2 separate regions of the Zea mays genome follow, and region 1 is linked to region 2. Evidence: chromatin contacts called from public Hi-C data. All regions are on one chromosome and are shown on one strand. The core of a region is the stretch at or near the end of the contact, and the rest is flanking DNA. Distances in the headings are between cores, read along the strand shown.

The links. Hi-C and Micro-C count contacts between places; a contact is called where the count stands out from the background.
Region 1: a Hi-C map of endosperm shows a contact between it and region 2, with 3 times the contacts expected there. The contact joins the promoter of LOC100216694 here to the enhancer-like site in region 2. A contact is called at or near these places in 2 of 25 Hi-C or Micro-C datasets (bundle sheath and endosperm).

The regions. Positions count from the first base shown.
Region 1 is chr1:52,908,007-52,914,871 of Zm-B73-REFERENCE-NAM-5.0, forward strand. It overlaps LOC100216694 (Exostosin family protein), which reads left to right and starts at 2,436. Exons shown (of 2, transcript NM_001143100.1): 1 at 2,436-3,407; 2 at 4,649-5,520. The coding sequence starts at 2,607. The coding sequence ends at 5,209. It overlaps LOC100276044 (Uncharacterized conserved protein UCP022280), which reads right to left. Exons shown (of 8, transcript NM_001363290.1): 8 at 6,859-6,865.
Region 2 is chr1:52,827,143-52,833,725 of Zm-B73-REFERENCE-NAM-5.0, forward strand. LOC100285672 (ETHYLENE-INSENSITIVE3-like 1 protein) reads left to right here. Exons shown (of 2, transcript NM_001158563.2): 2 at 1-2,305. The coding sequence ends at 1,916. Among protein-coding and RNA genes, the nearest start is that of LOC100285672, 5.0 kb to the left of the region's middle. Within about 2 kb of position 4,624, at least 20 of the 20 cell types and tissues checked have an H3K27ac peak or open chromatin away from gene starts, as enhancers often do. A contact at or near this core is called in bundle sheath and endosperm, where this site is marked.

The DNA of each region.
Region 1 (6,865 bases), core at 1,186-3,685, 79 kb after region 2:
CTCAAACGGTCACCTAGACCGAGTGAGCTTCTCTTCTCAATCAATTGGGACACTTAGTCCCCACAAGGACCACCACACAATTGGTGTCTCTTGCTTTGATTACAAAGATCTTAGGAACAAGAAATGAGGAAGAAGAAAAGCGATCCAAGCGCAAGAGCTCAAAAGAACACGACAAAACTCTCTCTTCTAGTCACTATTGCTTTGAGTGGAATTGGAACTTGGAGAGATTTTGATTCACTCTATTTGTGTCTTGTATTGAATGCACTAGCTCTTGTATTGAATGTGTTGGCTGAAAACTTGGATGCTTTGAAGTGTGGTGGTCGGGGGGTATTTATAGCCCCAACCACCAAAGTGGCCGTTGGGGAACTCTGCTGTCGACGGACGCACCGGACAGTCCGGTGCGCCAGCCACGTCACCCAACCGTTAGGGTTCGACCGTTGGAGCTCTGACAAGTGGGGCCACCGGATAGTCCGGTGGTGCACCGGACAGTCACTGTTCACTGTCTGGTGCGCCATCTGCGCCTGCTCTGACTTCTGCGCGCGCAGTCCGCGCACTGTAGTTCACTGTTCACCTTTTGCAGACGACCGTTGGCGCTATAGCCGTTACTCCTCTTGGCACACCGGACAGTCCGGTGAATTATAGCGGAGGGCATTTCTAGAAACCCGAAGGTGGCAAGTTCAGAGTTGATCTCCCTGGTGCACCGGACACTGTCCGGTGGCACACCGGACAGTCCAGTGCGCCAGACCAGGGCAGTCTTCGGTTTTCTTTGCTCCTTTTTATTTGAACCCTTTCTTAGACTTTTTATTGGTTTGTGTTGAACCTTTGGCACCTGTAGAACTTATAATTTAGACCAAACTAGTTAGTCCAATTATTTGTGTTGGGCAATTCAACCACCAAAATCAATTAGGAAAAGATTTTAGCCTATTTCTCTTTCACCTATCTTAGGCTACATGGGCAAAACCTATCAGCAGGAGATGGAGCGAGGCACGAGAGATGACGTACCTTTGGTGGAGCCGATGAATGCCGCTGGCTCAATAATCCGTGGCGCGCTTGAGTAGAAGCACTGTCACTGCACCTCCGTGTCTTCTCTAGGGATGGGGGGAAGGGAGGTGGTGGCGAGGGCGAGGTGTGTGGAGGCAGACGCCTCCACCTTTGCTCGGCTGGGGCGGTAAAGTCTGAGCTGTTGATTGGGCGGCGAGCGAGGGGCAGGATCTGAGAGGTGAGGATTTAGGGTGAGTGTCGTTGGTGGAATGGAGGAAGAAAGTATAGGGCATAACCCAGCGCGCTCCCATCGATGGAAGGTGAGTGTCGTCGGGGAAGGGGATCGCGGGGGCAACGGAGTTGATTGCGGGGGCGGCCGCGGCGACGCCATGGATGGAAGGGCACACTGGGGAGGCGCGATTTCTCCGTAAACCAACAATGGAAACCCTTGCGCGAGCGGTAATTGCGGGCTAGATTCGGCCGCGGGCGGGGCTGGATGCGGCCTCGGGACGCGGGCTTGGCGGGCGGGAGGGATGCGCGGCGGTGCGGGGCGCTGGAAGGGACGCGGGCGGAGCTGGATGCGGCAGGGACGCGGGCGGGGCTAGATGCGGCAAGGACGCGCTGGATGCGGCAGGGACCGCGGCCGACAGAACGTGCACCGGCTGTTACTGTGGACGCCTACGTTAGGATTATAATAGTAGTAGAGATAAGAATATTCTCTGTTCGAACTTTCGAAGTTGTTTAGTTTTATGTCCCTCGACCAAACACGATTAAGGCCTTGTTTAGTAGAACTTCGCTCTATAATTCTCTATCTTTGAGAGTTAATGCTATAATAGAGTGATTTCAAATGATTCTCAAGTAGATTTATTTAACGAAAACCGTTTGGTAAATTGTGGGTGACGTGATTTCTGAGGGGTTGGAGTGTGGGGAGCAGGTTAGAAGCATCGAGAAGCATATTTTTTTTAGCTCACACTCTCTAGTACAAAATGGAGCAACTCAGTTTTTAGCCGTTTAGCTTTCTAAAGTGATTATCGTTGAGACCAGAGGTATGAGAGCTCCACCAAACACCCACTAAGGTCCGTTTGGGACAGCTCCAGCTTCAAGAAATTTGGTGAAGTTAATGAAGCAGGTAATTAGATGCTCTAGAAAATCATGGAGCTAGAGCTGTAAGCCTTTAAAAACATTTATAGATCTCATTTTATTTATTATTAGATTAAAAATATTTTTAAAAGTATTTATATTAATATTATAAACTATAGTTCTGCACTGGAGCTAGAACCTAAAGCTGTCTGAAGCCATCCCAATACACCGGGCCGTTTCGTTTCGCCTGGCTCGACAACCAAATAGGAGTCAGGAGAATCCCCGGCCGCCCGTGCCTTTCCGCCTCACCACACGAGTCACACGGCTCACACCCACACCGCGCCGCACCCGTCCCAGCACCCAACTCAACCGCTGCTATCAGCTCCAGATCCGACCGCCTCGATCGGGACGCGAGCATCTCCATAGCGACCAACCGGCCGCCGCGGGTGACCAACCCAGCCGCGCTTTCCCCCGTCAGATCCCCTCCTAGCCAGCCATGGCCGAGCCCCGTTCCGCCCTCCGCCCGCATTGCCACTGTTAGTGCCATGGCCACCGCCTGCCGGAGCCCGCTCGTCTGGCTCTTCGCGCTCGCCGCCGCGCTATTCTTCCTCTCCTGGTACCTCCTCCTCAACTCCGCCGCGGGCCCAACCGCCGCCCGCCGCCCCAACCAGGGGCTCCGCCTCGGCGGCCCCGGTAGGAAATGCGACCCCGCGGAGGCGCTGCTGCGAGTGTTCATGTACGACCTGCCCCCCGAGTTCCACTTCGGACTGCTCGACTGGAAGCCCCCGGGCTTCGGCGGCGGCGTGTGGCCCGACGTCAGGGACGGCGTGCCGGACTACCCGGGGGGGCTCAACCTTCAGCACAGCATCGAGTACTGGCTCACCCTCGACCTCTTGGCCTCCGAGCAGGGCGCGCCCACGCCCTGCGCAGCGGCGCGGGTGCGCCACGCGGCGGACGCCGACGTCGTCTTCGTGCCTTTCTTCGCCTCGCTCAGCTTCAACCGCCACTCCCGGGTGGTGCCGCCCGCGCGGAACAGCGAGGACCGCGCGCTGCAACGGAGGCTCCTCGAGTTCCTCGCCGCGCGGCCTGAGTGGCGCAGGACCGGCGGGCGGGACCACGTCGTGCTCGCGCATCACCCCAACGGTATGCTCGACGCGCGCTACAGGTTCTGGCCCTGCGTCTTCGTGCTCTGCGACTTCGGGAGGTACCCGCCCAGCGTCGCCAACCTCGACAAGGACATCATCGCGCCCTATCGGCACCTCGTCGCCAACTTCGCTAATGACACCGCCGGATACGACGACCGGCCGACGCTGCTCTACTTCCAAGGCGCCATCTACAGGAAGGATGTGAGTATACCTTGCTAATTACTCATCTCGTCGAAATTGAATCTTTGTTGGATTAGTCGCATCTAATTTAATAATAATAACGTCAGCATGCCTCTTTTGCTTAAAGAACTCTGTTTTCCAAGTGTTCTTCCCTAAAAAGAATTGAGAATGTTTGCCATGCCCATGTGGCACGTGCACTCCTTTTCGTTCCGCAGCTCCTACTAGTAATGGCTAGCATGGCCCTTTCCCTCTGTGTGCCACTTACTTTAATTTGCACTATTTCTGGCCACTAGGTATGCACTGATGGAAATCGATGTATGCTTCCTTATGAATTGGAGCGTTTTGCCCTGCCTATCAGTAACTAGTCCAGCTCATACGTAGGCGATCACTTCTCCCGGTCCTATGTGACCACGATCAGCGTACTTGGCTCTGCCTTTTCGCAACAAGTTCAGTAATACATAAGTAGTAATACAATTCAACAAGTGATCTATGTATCATGTAAACATTTCCATTGACAATCAAACGTGGATTATGATGAGGACATCATCCACTATTACCCGTTGGCAAAGACGTAATTGACCCAGTTGGCCCAATTGTAGTCGGACGGTGACCGTGTGAGCCTCAGAATTATCCCACCTCGCTTAACTTGGAAAGAGGAAGCCACTTTAGAAGGGAGAGCCACTCTTCCCCCATTGGACTAGTCCTTTGGGACGATTGGGCCTTTCCCTGAGTTGGGTGTGTATAATGAACTGTTGGGCTCCGAGCAACCCTAATTTGATGGGCCTCGGCCAACCCCACCTAGGCTGGGTGTATCATCTGGTATCAAAGCTAGGGCCCATTTTAAGAAGGTGGGAATGATGAGGACATCCTCCACTATTACCCGTTGGCAAAGACGCACCCAATTGTAGTCGGACGGTGACCGTGTAAGCCTCAGAATTATCTCACCTCGCTTAACTTGGGAGGAGGAAGCCACTTTAAAAGAGAGAGTCACCCTTCCCCCATTGGACTAGTCTTTTGGGGCGATTGAGCCTTTCCCTGAGTTGGGTGTGCATAATGAACTGTTGGGCTCCGGACAACCCTAATTTGATGGGCCTCAGCCAACCCCACCTGAGCTGGGTGTATCAGATTAGCTATCAGGACGTGGGTTGTAGTGATTGGCATAAGACATTAGGCTCTTTGAGTAGATGAACCATGGAAAATTGTATGCAGTTCACATATATATTTGCTATTCTACTCACAATTTTCATTGCGCAATGTTGTAGGGTGGTTCCATTCGGCAAGAACTGTATTACCTTCTGAAAGACGAGAAAGATGTGCATTTCTCATTTGGAAGTGTAGCTGGTAATGGGATCGAGCAGGCAACACAAGGTATGCGGTCATCCAAGTTCTGCCTCAACATTGCAGGTGACACTCCATCCTCCAACCGCCTCTTCGACTCCATTGTCAGTCACTGTGTTCCCGTCATCATCAGCGATGAGATTGAGCTCCCGTTTGAGGATGTCCTCGACTATTCAAAGTTCAGCGTCATAGTACGTGGCGCAGATGCAGTCAAGAAGGGGTTTCTAAAGAGCCTGATCAAAGGGATCAGCCAAGAAGAGTGGACACGCATGTGGAACAAGCTAAAGGAAGTAGAAAAGCACTTCGAGTACCAATACCCATCTCAGACTGATGATGCCGTGCAGATGATATGGAAGGCTATTGCTCGGAAGGTGCCCTCTATCCGTCTGAAGATTAACAGACTACGGAGATTTTCTCGGTTTGATACTAATAGGACAGATGAAACTCTACCCAGTCCTTCTTGGCTACAGAATCAGGCTTCTTGATTTTTGGACTAGCAAACTCCAGCTTTCACCATGTTTTCAATCCTGCCGAAACAAGAGTTGATACTGAAGACCAAACCTTAATCGCATGACTGGGGGCAGATGTTACAGCTGCAGACATTAACGGAGAGTAAAGTTGAAACACTCTAGCATAACAGAATTACATATCCAATGGCACATCATTTTTCTTCATTTTTCTTACTTAAGATTCATCCAAAATGTCCTTGGCTGCAGACTAAGGACAATGAATTTTGTATGAAAAGCTGTACATTCTAGGCGGCAATATAATTACTGACCAGTTACAGTTGCTGAGCATTTTGGGTTGACGTCCACTAGTCTAAAGTCACATAGGGAAGGTTCTGCAGATGGAGAGAAGGGAGATGTAGGTTATTAGCTGGAGGATTGAGATCGGTATATGGCATTCGGATAGTCATATGCCACTAAGATAGGGGAAGTTAGATAATAGCCTCTCTTCCTCCACTTGTTTTACGGTTTCACAGACTGGTATGTTCAATTGTTTCCTCCACTTGTTTTATGGTTTCACATACTGGTATATGTTCAATTGTTCATCAAGTTCTGGTGCCCACTGGTTACCTTTAGAGCTGGTTTGGTGGACAGGGAAATAGAGGGGATCCACGGGAGAGGAATTCTTTCGCTATTCAATTTTAAATAGAGAGGGGATTCTTCCCCATTGAGCCCCTCCATTTCTCTGTCCGTGGGATTAAGGTCTTGTTTCGATACTCTAGTATTCACCTTAATTATTGAGATGGATTGGGATGTAAATTAGTTTAATTTACGTTTTAATCCACCTCAATACATTTGGATTGGGTGAATATTAGAGTAGCTAAACAAGGCCTAAGAGGGAGAAAATACCTTACTATTCAAAATGTATGATGACAAGGAAATTGGAAGGAACCGAGAGTCCTCGATCCCCTCCAATTCTGTCACCAAACCAGCCTGTCCCTGCCAAGTTTCGAATCTGGCCAAAGAAATGGCTTCCAGTTTTTCTATCTGGTCCAAGAAATGGCTCTCAGAGTGTCAAAGCGGAGGAAGTGCAGAAATGCTCGATGGAGTGCGGTGGCTGTAGAAAGAAACGAAGAGATCGATTACTTTGCTTTAGATGGAGTACATTGGCTATAAAAAAATGGGAAAATTCTCTGTGCTGCTGCAATTTTGTTCAAGTGTTCTATCGCTTTGCTTGGAGATGGTGTTCTTGGTCGACATATAAGTAGGTATAGGTATAGCCGTATAGCTGAACATTTATAGAGCAAGAATTTTGCACCTTGTCAAGTTATATCACTATTACCAGCAAATGGAAGTGTGGACAAGCTGAATTTGTATCCTGTACTGCCAATTTGAGACTGCCTGATGGCAAGGTAAACACGTCGTCCTTCGGCGAGAAACGCGATGCTAATCGTGTTTTCCATAAATGATAAGGATTATTCATTACCAATGGATGGAATTTTCCCCCTTCAAATTTGTGATCCTCTTCAAGATGCAAAAAACCTGAAAAACGATATCAAACAAGACTTCAACACTTCTGTCGCCTCCTGTAGCAGCGCCTGCATTCTGTAACTATTTGTTTTTTTTTTCTTCCGAAACGGAATAGCAGAATTGTATACAGGAAGCACAGCACCCAAGGTGGAACAAAGTTTTTCC
Region 2 (6,583 bases), core at 3,374-5,873:
AGAGCGTGGTGTTCCCTGGCGTCCACAACTTCGTGGATCTCCTGCAGCAGAACGGCGACAAGAACCTGGGCTTCGCCTCACTCATGCCGCAGACGTCCTCCGGCGACCAGTGCGTGATGGGGGAGGGTGATCTCGTGGACCCACCGCCAGACAGCTTCCCGGACGCCGTGGAGGACGACAGCGATGACGACGTTGAGGACATCGAGGAGCTGGAGCGCCGCATGTGGCGCGACCGCATGAAGCTGAAGCGGCTCAGGGAGCTGCAGCAGAGCCGCGGCAAGGATCCCATGGCTAGCGGTGGGGGCCTGGCCGACGGCTCATCCAAGCCAAGGCAGTCGCAGGAGCAGGCCCGGCGCAAGAAGATGTCGCGCGCGCAGGACGGCATCCTCAAGTACATGCTCAAGATGATGGAGGTGTGCCGCGCGCAGGGGTTTGTGTACGGGATCATTCCGGAGAAGGGCAAGCCGGTGAGCGGCGCCTCCGACAACCTCCGTGCCTGGTGGAAGGAGAAGGTCCGCTTCGACCGCAACGGCCCGGCCGCCATCGCCAAGTATCAGGCCGACAACGCCGTCCCGGGCGCCGAGAATGAGCTCGCCTCGGGCGCTGCCAGCCCTCATTCCTTGCAGGAGCTGCAGGACACCACACTCGGCTCGCTGCTCTCAGCACTCATGCAGCACTGCGACCCCCCACAGCGGCGCTACCCGCTGGAGAAGGGCGTTCCTCCACCGTGGTGGCCTACCGGCGACGAGGAGTGGTGGCCGGAGCTTGGCATTCCCAAGGACCAGGGCCCACCTCCCTACAAGAAGCCCCATGACCTTAAGAAGGCCTGGAAGGTGAGCGTGCTCACCGCTGTCATCAAGCACATGTCACCAGACATAGAGAAGATCCGACGCCTCGTTCGCCAGTCCAAGTGCCTCCAGGACAAGATGACTGCCAAGGAGATCTCGACCTGGCTGGCGGTCGTCAAGCAGGAAGAGGAGCTGTACCTGAAGATGCACCCTGGCGCACGCCCGCCGGCATCCACTGGTGGCATCGCCAGTGCCATATCTTTCAACACCACCTCAAGCGAGTACGACGTGGACATCGTTGATGAGTGCAAGGGGGATGAGGCTGGCAACCAGAAGACAGCAGTCACTGACCCAACCTCCTTCAACCTTGGTGCGGCTATCCTAAGTGACAAGTTCCTCATGCCGACGCCGATGAAGGAGGAGACCGCTGACGTCGAGTTCATCCAGAAGAGGAACGCCCCCGCTCCTGCTGAGCCAGAGCTAATGCTAAACAACCGGGTGTACACCTGCAACAACGTCCAGTGCCCGCACAGTGACTACAGCTATGGATTCCTTGACCGGAATGCCCGCAACAGCCACCAGTACACCTGTAAGTACAACGATCCGATCACTCAGAGCGCCGAGAACAAGCCTCTGCCAGCACCGCCGCAACCACAAGCCTTCCAGCCGGCCTTCAGCCAAGCCAATCAGGCAGCGAACAATCTGGACTTCAGCCTGCCTATGGACGGGCAGAGGTCCATCGCCGAGCTGATGAACATGTACGACACCAACTTCATGACGAGCAAGACCATGAGCAGTAGTGACAGCGTCACCATCATGGAGAGGCCGAACGCGATGCCCCAGAGGATCCAGATGGACGAGGGCTTCTTCGGACAGGGCAACGGAGTCTTCGACGACGTCAATAGCATGATGCAGCAACAACAGCAGCAGGCACCACCCGTGGTGCAGCAGCAGCAGCAGCAGCAGTTCTTCATCCGCGACGACACGCCATTCATGAGCCAGATGGGCGACATCACCAGCACGGCGGAGTTCAGGTTCGGCTCTGGTTTCAACATGTCTAGCACCGCCGCCGCCGCTGATTACCCAGGCGCGGCGCAGAAGAACGACGGGACCAATTGGTTCTACTGAAGAATAAAACTTGTAGGGCTCCTCGTTATAAGCTTCGGATTCCTCCATGGATCTCCCAAGTTGTCAAGTCTTATAGGTCTTCGTTATATAGGTTTTGCAGTAGCTGCAAGACGGCTGGAACCTGGAACTGGTTTATACTTGTATGTCCGGCCAGCCATAAACCTCTCTTATTTGCAAACTTAATGTTATTCCTAGCTTTAAGTTGTTAGTCTCAGTCTGCTGTCCATGTATATGGCTGTTAAAATGCTTGTGCTTGTTTCTGTACTACCTGCTGTTTGGTGTCTGAATGAAGTGTTTTCTTCAGTGGTTCTGCTCGACGTGTCTGCTCACTGTTGATGAGGCACATCATCGCTGCTGCTCTTCACACAAACAACATGACTGACATATTCAAATATTTTGAGCGTCCACATGTTTGTTTTGATTGATGCAATCTCTCCGGCGTTTTTTCTCTCTCTCTTTCTGTTGGTGTCAAATTGTGAACAAAAAATGTTCCAACCTAACATGTTTGGAATTACCCTGGTTCTGTATCTGTCGCGCCTTAATTCCAACCTAAACATGGACAGGTGCTCCTGTCATATGGTGGAAATTCCGTCTTAATTCCACCGAGATTGATGTTGATGACACCCAGACTACACCTGTCCTTTATAGATATTTTCCCACGGTAAAACATACCCTGTTGCTTCAGTTACCGTCTTGTTAAAAGAGAGACCATCACTAGTGTCTTTCACATCAAGATATTCATCCTTGCTTTCCCTTAAGGTCCGGTCAACGCGAAGTGGCAGCCCTAAGGGAAGTTAGGCCGTCCAAACTCCAAACCGTTCCAAGTGCTTTGATGCTCAAGATACCGGATGGTCCTTTCTTTGATCGCAAGAGCCCTCCTTTCTTTTATCGCTTGCTTGGTGGCACTGGCACCTGTCATCGTCCATGAGACCATGACCCATCCTATCCCTTAGACCTCCTCACATGCTCGCCGCTGGAGCTGGATGCTGTGGGGACGGGAGCTCCCCTGCTGCATCATGGAGATGGAGGGGACGGGGATGGGCCGGGGTGGGGTGGGGCGACGCATCGCTCGCTGGACAGCAATTGCGGGTTTTTGCTTCCGTGGTGGCGGATCCAAGCGTCTGGGTCCGCTGCCAGATTTCTGCAGGTATACTGTATTCAGAGAAGCCGTTTCGACCCCACCTGCAGAATTTCCTGACCATTTCGCCCAGAGCTCTGTTCGTTGGGATCACGTCCATTTCTGAAGAGGCATACGGGTTCTTGGGATGGTCTGCGGTGAAAGATGAAGAGTTAGAGTCTGATCTAAGCTACACTACTGTGATCACGAGTAATGAGGCCACCAAATCTGGGCCCTGCCGGCTCCAAATCCTTATCGAGATCTACCTAATCCGTCCCCTAAAGAAACGCTTAGGTTTTTATTTTAGTAAGCTGAAATTTGCAGCATGGTTTATAATTATTAAACCAAACAGATGGCTGGCTGATGTGACTTGGTACGGTCAAATTGCCCCTTTGATATTCGCTAGCGGCTTACGGCTAGCTCTGTTAACCTAGAACAATGGCTATAGCGCTCCAACTCTACACCCTACAACTTGTTTATGTGTTTCATTGCTTTTTGGTCCAGTTTACCAATGATGGTGATAGGTGGGGATCAAGCAGAGGAATAAACTAGTGCTGCTCTCTAACTAACCAAGTTTCTTAGGCAAAATAAGCCGCTTAAACCACGTGCTTAGGCGCATGATTCTTTAATCTTTATGGACTGCACGAACGAAAGAGCAGGTCTCCATGATAAATTAAAATAGCTGAGGAAGCAAAGCAACCCTGGCCCCAATGATTTGTTTGGACTCAACTCTCAACTGGCACTAAACAAACTGGCCAAATGGGGGTCAAAACAAGGGAGAGAATCGGTTCATAAAAAAACGTGTGTGCGCCATATCAGTCGATGGACTGCCGGAGAACGGTCTCCGCCTGGGTCGTGGTCATGGCCACGCCTCGCCTAACAAAGCGCACGATCAACTGAACCCAGTCATGCTCATGCTCATGCCCAGTCGACGATGTGCGTGATGGCACGGCGGGCCTGCCACGCTGGCTGGACGGGGTGGAGCTGGCTGGTGACCGGTGAACTGAAAGCGAGCACCGTTTCCCGGCTAAGTGCAGCGTACGATGGCGAGACCACCGCATCTGGGGCTGTTGAGCCGGCCCCGGTGCACAGTGCCGACCACGAGGACAGCGAGAGGATGGGACGTGGCGTCAGACGGCGACAGTAGATTTCTTATAATAACGACAGAACTCTTATCCGGTGACAATTGAAGCTCTATAGTGGGGACGAGGAAGTGGGATGGTGCGTGGTTGGGCTGGCCGGCTGGGTGCCTGAAAGCAACAGATCAATGGCGACGACGACGGTGGGAGGTGGGAGAGGGGCCGCCGGAGTGGAGTAGCACCGCGGCCGGGACCGGAATGAGATGAGACCTGCGTGCCGCGTGCGACGAGTGATCCACGCGACTTGAGCGTCCACGCCGCTGCGTCCAGCCTGTTTCGATTCGACGGCGCCTCGGCGCGATCGGGTTCTGGTAAAGAGGACCTGGAGTGGAGATAGACGACGGAGATCGCCTCATCCAGTACGTACGCGCGGATATGTCATGTCACGCACCGCGCACGCCACGCGACACGGGGCCTTCTCCTCGCCAGATCAGATGGCCGACCACAGGTGGCCAGTCCTGAATGGGATCCCCGAGGCAGGGAGGACCGGAGGAGTCGGCGTCGGTCTGGCCCACACGCGCGTTGCGGTGGCGGTTTCCCGGCTCCTACTGCAGCTGCAACTTGCGAGACGCACTTTGCGTTTGGGAGACTGTAGCCGCGTTGCGTGCGTGGTGCGCGTCGGTGCGTGCGGTGCGAGCGCCGTCGCTGACGAACGGGACGACATGCCGCCGGCGCCGGGTGATCCAAGATTCGGGGCGGGGGGGATGGATAGCGAGGCGGACGCGGGCGACCGACGGACCCATCGACCTGGCTTTCCTGGCAGGGCATATTCTGCGGCGATGCCTGGATGGCCACCATGTCGCCGCCCCTGCTACAAGCCTAGTTTTCACGGCAGCTCCCGCTTTGGGTGTACGCGTCGGCGTCTCGCACCACCGAAGTGTCTCTTGGAAGCCCAGAAGGCCTCAGCGCTGCCACGCCGCTTCCGTTCATACGACTTCGGGCTACTATTTTTGTGTACGGTCAGATGAGCAAATGGTGGGTCCATATGTAGACAGAGTAGACTGTGGAGAGTAGAGACGTGCATTCCCATTTCCCAGCTCAGCTCTGCCTTTCGGAGGATCATATTTACCCCAGTTCGTTTAGAATGTGCCGATTCCGCGAGAGGCATTTGGTTGGAGCCGTCGTCTGCAAGTGGCTCGCGGAATTTGGTTGGAGCCGTCGTCTGCAAGTGGCTGGCAGCGGGTCCTGTAGCCGCCGCTTGTAGTACATGGTTGGTTTCCAGTTCAACAGGACCCAGTGTTGAGCTCTCAAAAGAACAGTGCGGACGGTCCGGCCCCGAGGCCGGACGGTCCACGGTCCGGACTGTCCGCGGTGGTGGCGCGGACGGTCCGCGCGCGCGCAGAGTCAGTTAGGGTTCCTAGTTTCTCGTGTGATTTGTTACCTAAAACCGCGGGATTAACTCGGGAAACAGTTGGAAACGGATTCAGACCTCCCCCTTTATATAGATGAAGGGCTACGGCCGATTGAACCCCCAACAATCGAACCAATACCACTTCTATCCCGCATTTATTTTCAGCACAATTAGGAGTAGTTCTAGTCTAGTTCTAGTTTAGCCCTAGTTTAGTATTCCAATCCCCAAATTCTCTGCCTCTCCTCGACTCTACGTCGATTAGAGGAGTCTAGGTCGGTCTGCCCGAGCCTAGACAACTCCTAGGATCTCTCCTCCCCGACGGGGTCCCTCCCGGGAGCGAGATCCAGGCGCCGCCGGCAATCTTCCGCCACCCCTGCGCACGCGCGGACTGTCCGGCCCTAGGGCGCGGACCGTCCGGCCGTCAGGCAGGGAATCCTAGCTCCTGCACCAGGTCGTGGACCGTCCGGCCCTGTGCCGCGGACCGTCCGCGTCTGACCAGAGAGCACCGCCGCCTCACGCCAGGTCGCGGACCGTCCGGCTCTGTGCCGCGGACCGTCCGCGCCTGACCAGAGAGCACCGCCGCGGGTTCTTTTGAGTGATTGGCGCCTCTAAAAAGGTGTCAACATACTTTTTGGCGACTCCGCTGGGGAATAGGTGTCTAGATCTGCTAAAAATCGGCCCATAAATGGCCGGTTCTAAGGATCACACCAAGATCTCCACTACTAACATCATCAAGCCGGCCATGGAGGCGCTCCCGGCTGATGACCAAAGGCCCTTTGAAGACCTCGTAATGCGCGAGGAGAAGGAGGTGATGCGGCAATGGAACGAACAACGCGACAAGGAAGAGGCGGAACTGCTGCATAAACTCTCCGAACGGCGCAAGGAGGCGGCGGACAAGTACTTGTCACACTTCACGGTGGATCGCCACCAGAAGATCGTCCGTCAAGGGGAGATCGATATGGAATCTCTCCTACCTCCACTGCAGGGTCCCGCTGTAAGTACTCCAAATCTATCTCTTACGACTTTCATGGATCAACGAGTAGATCAGTTAAAGCAATAT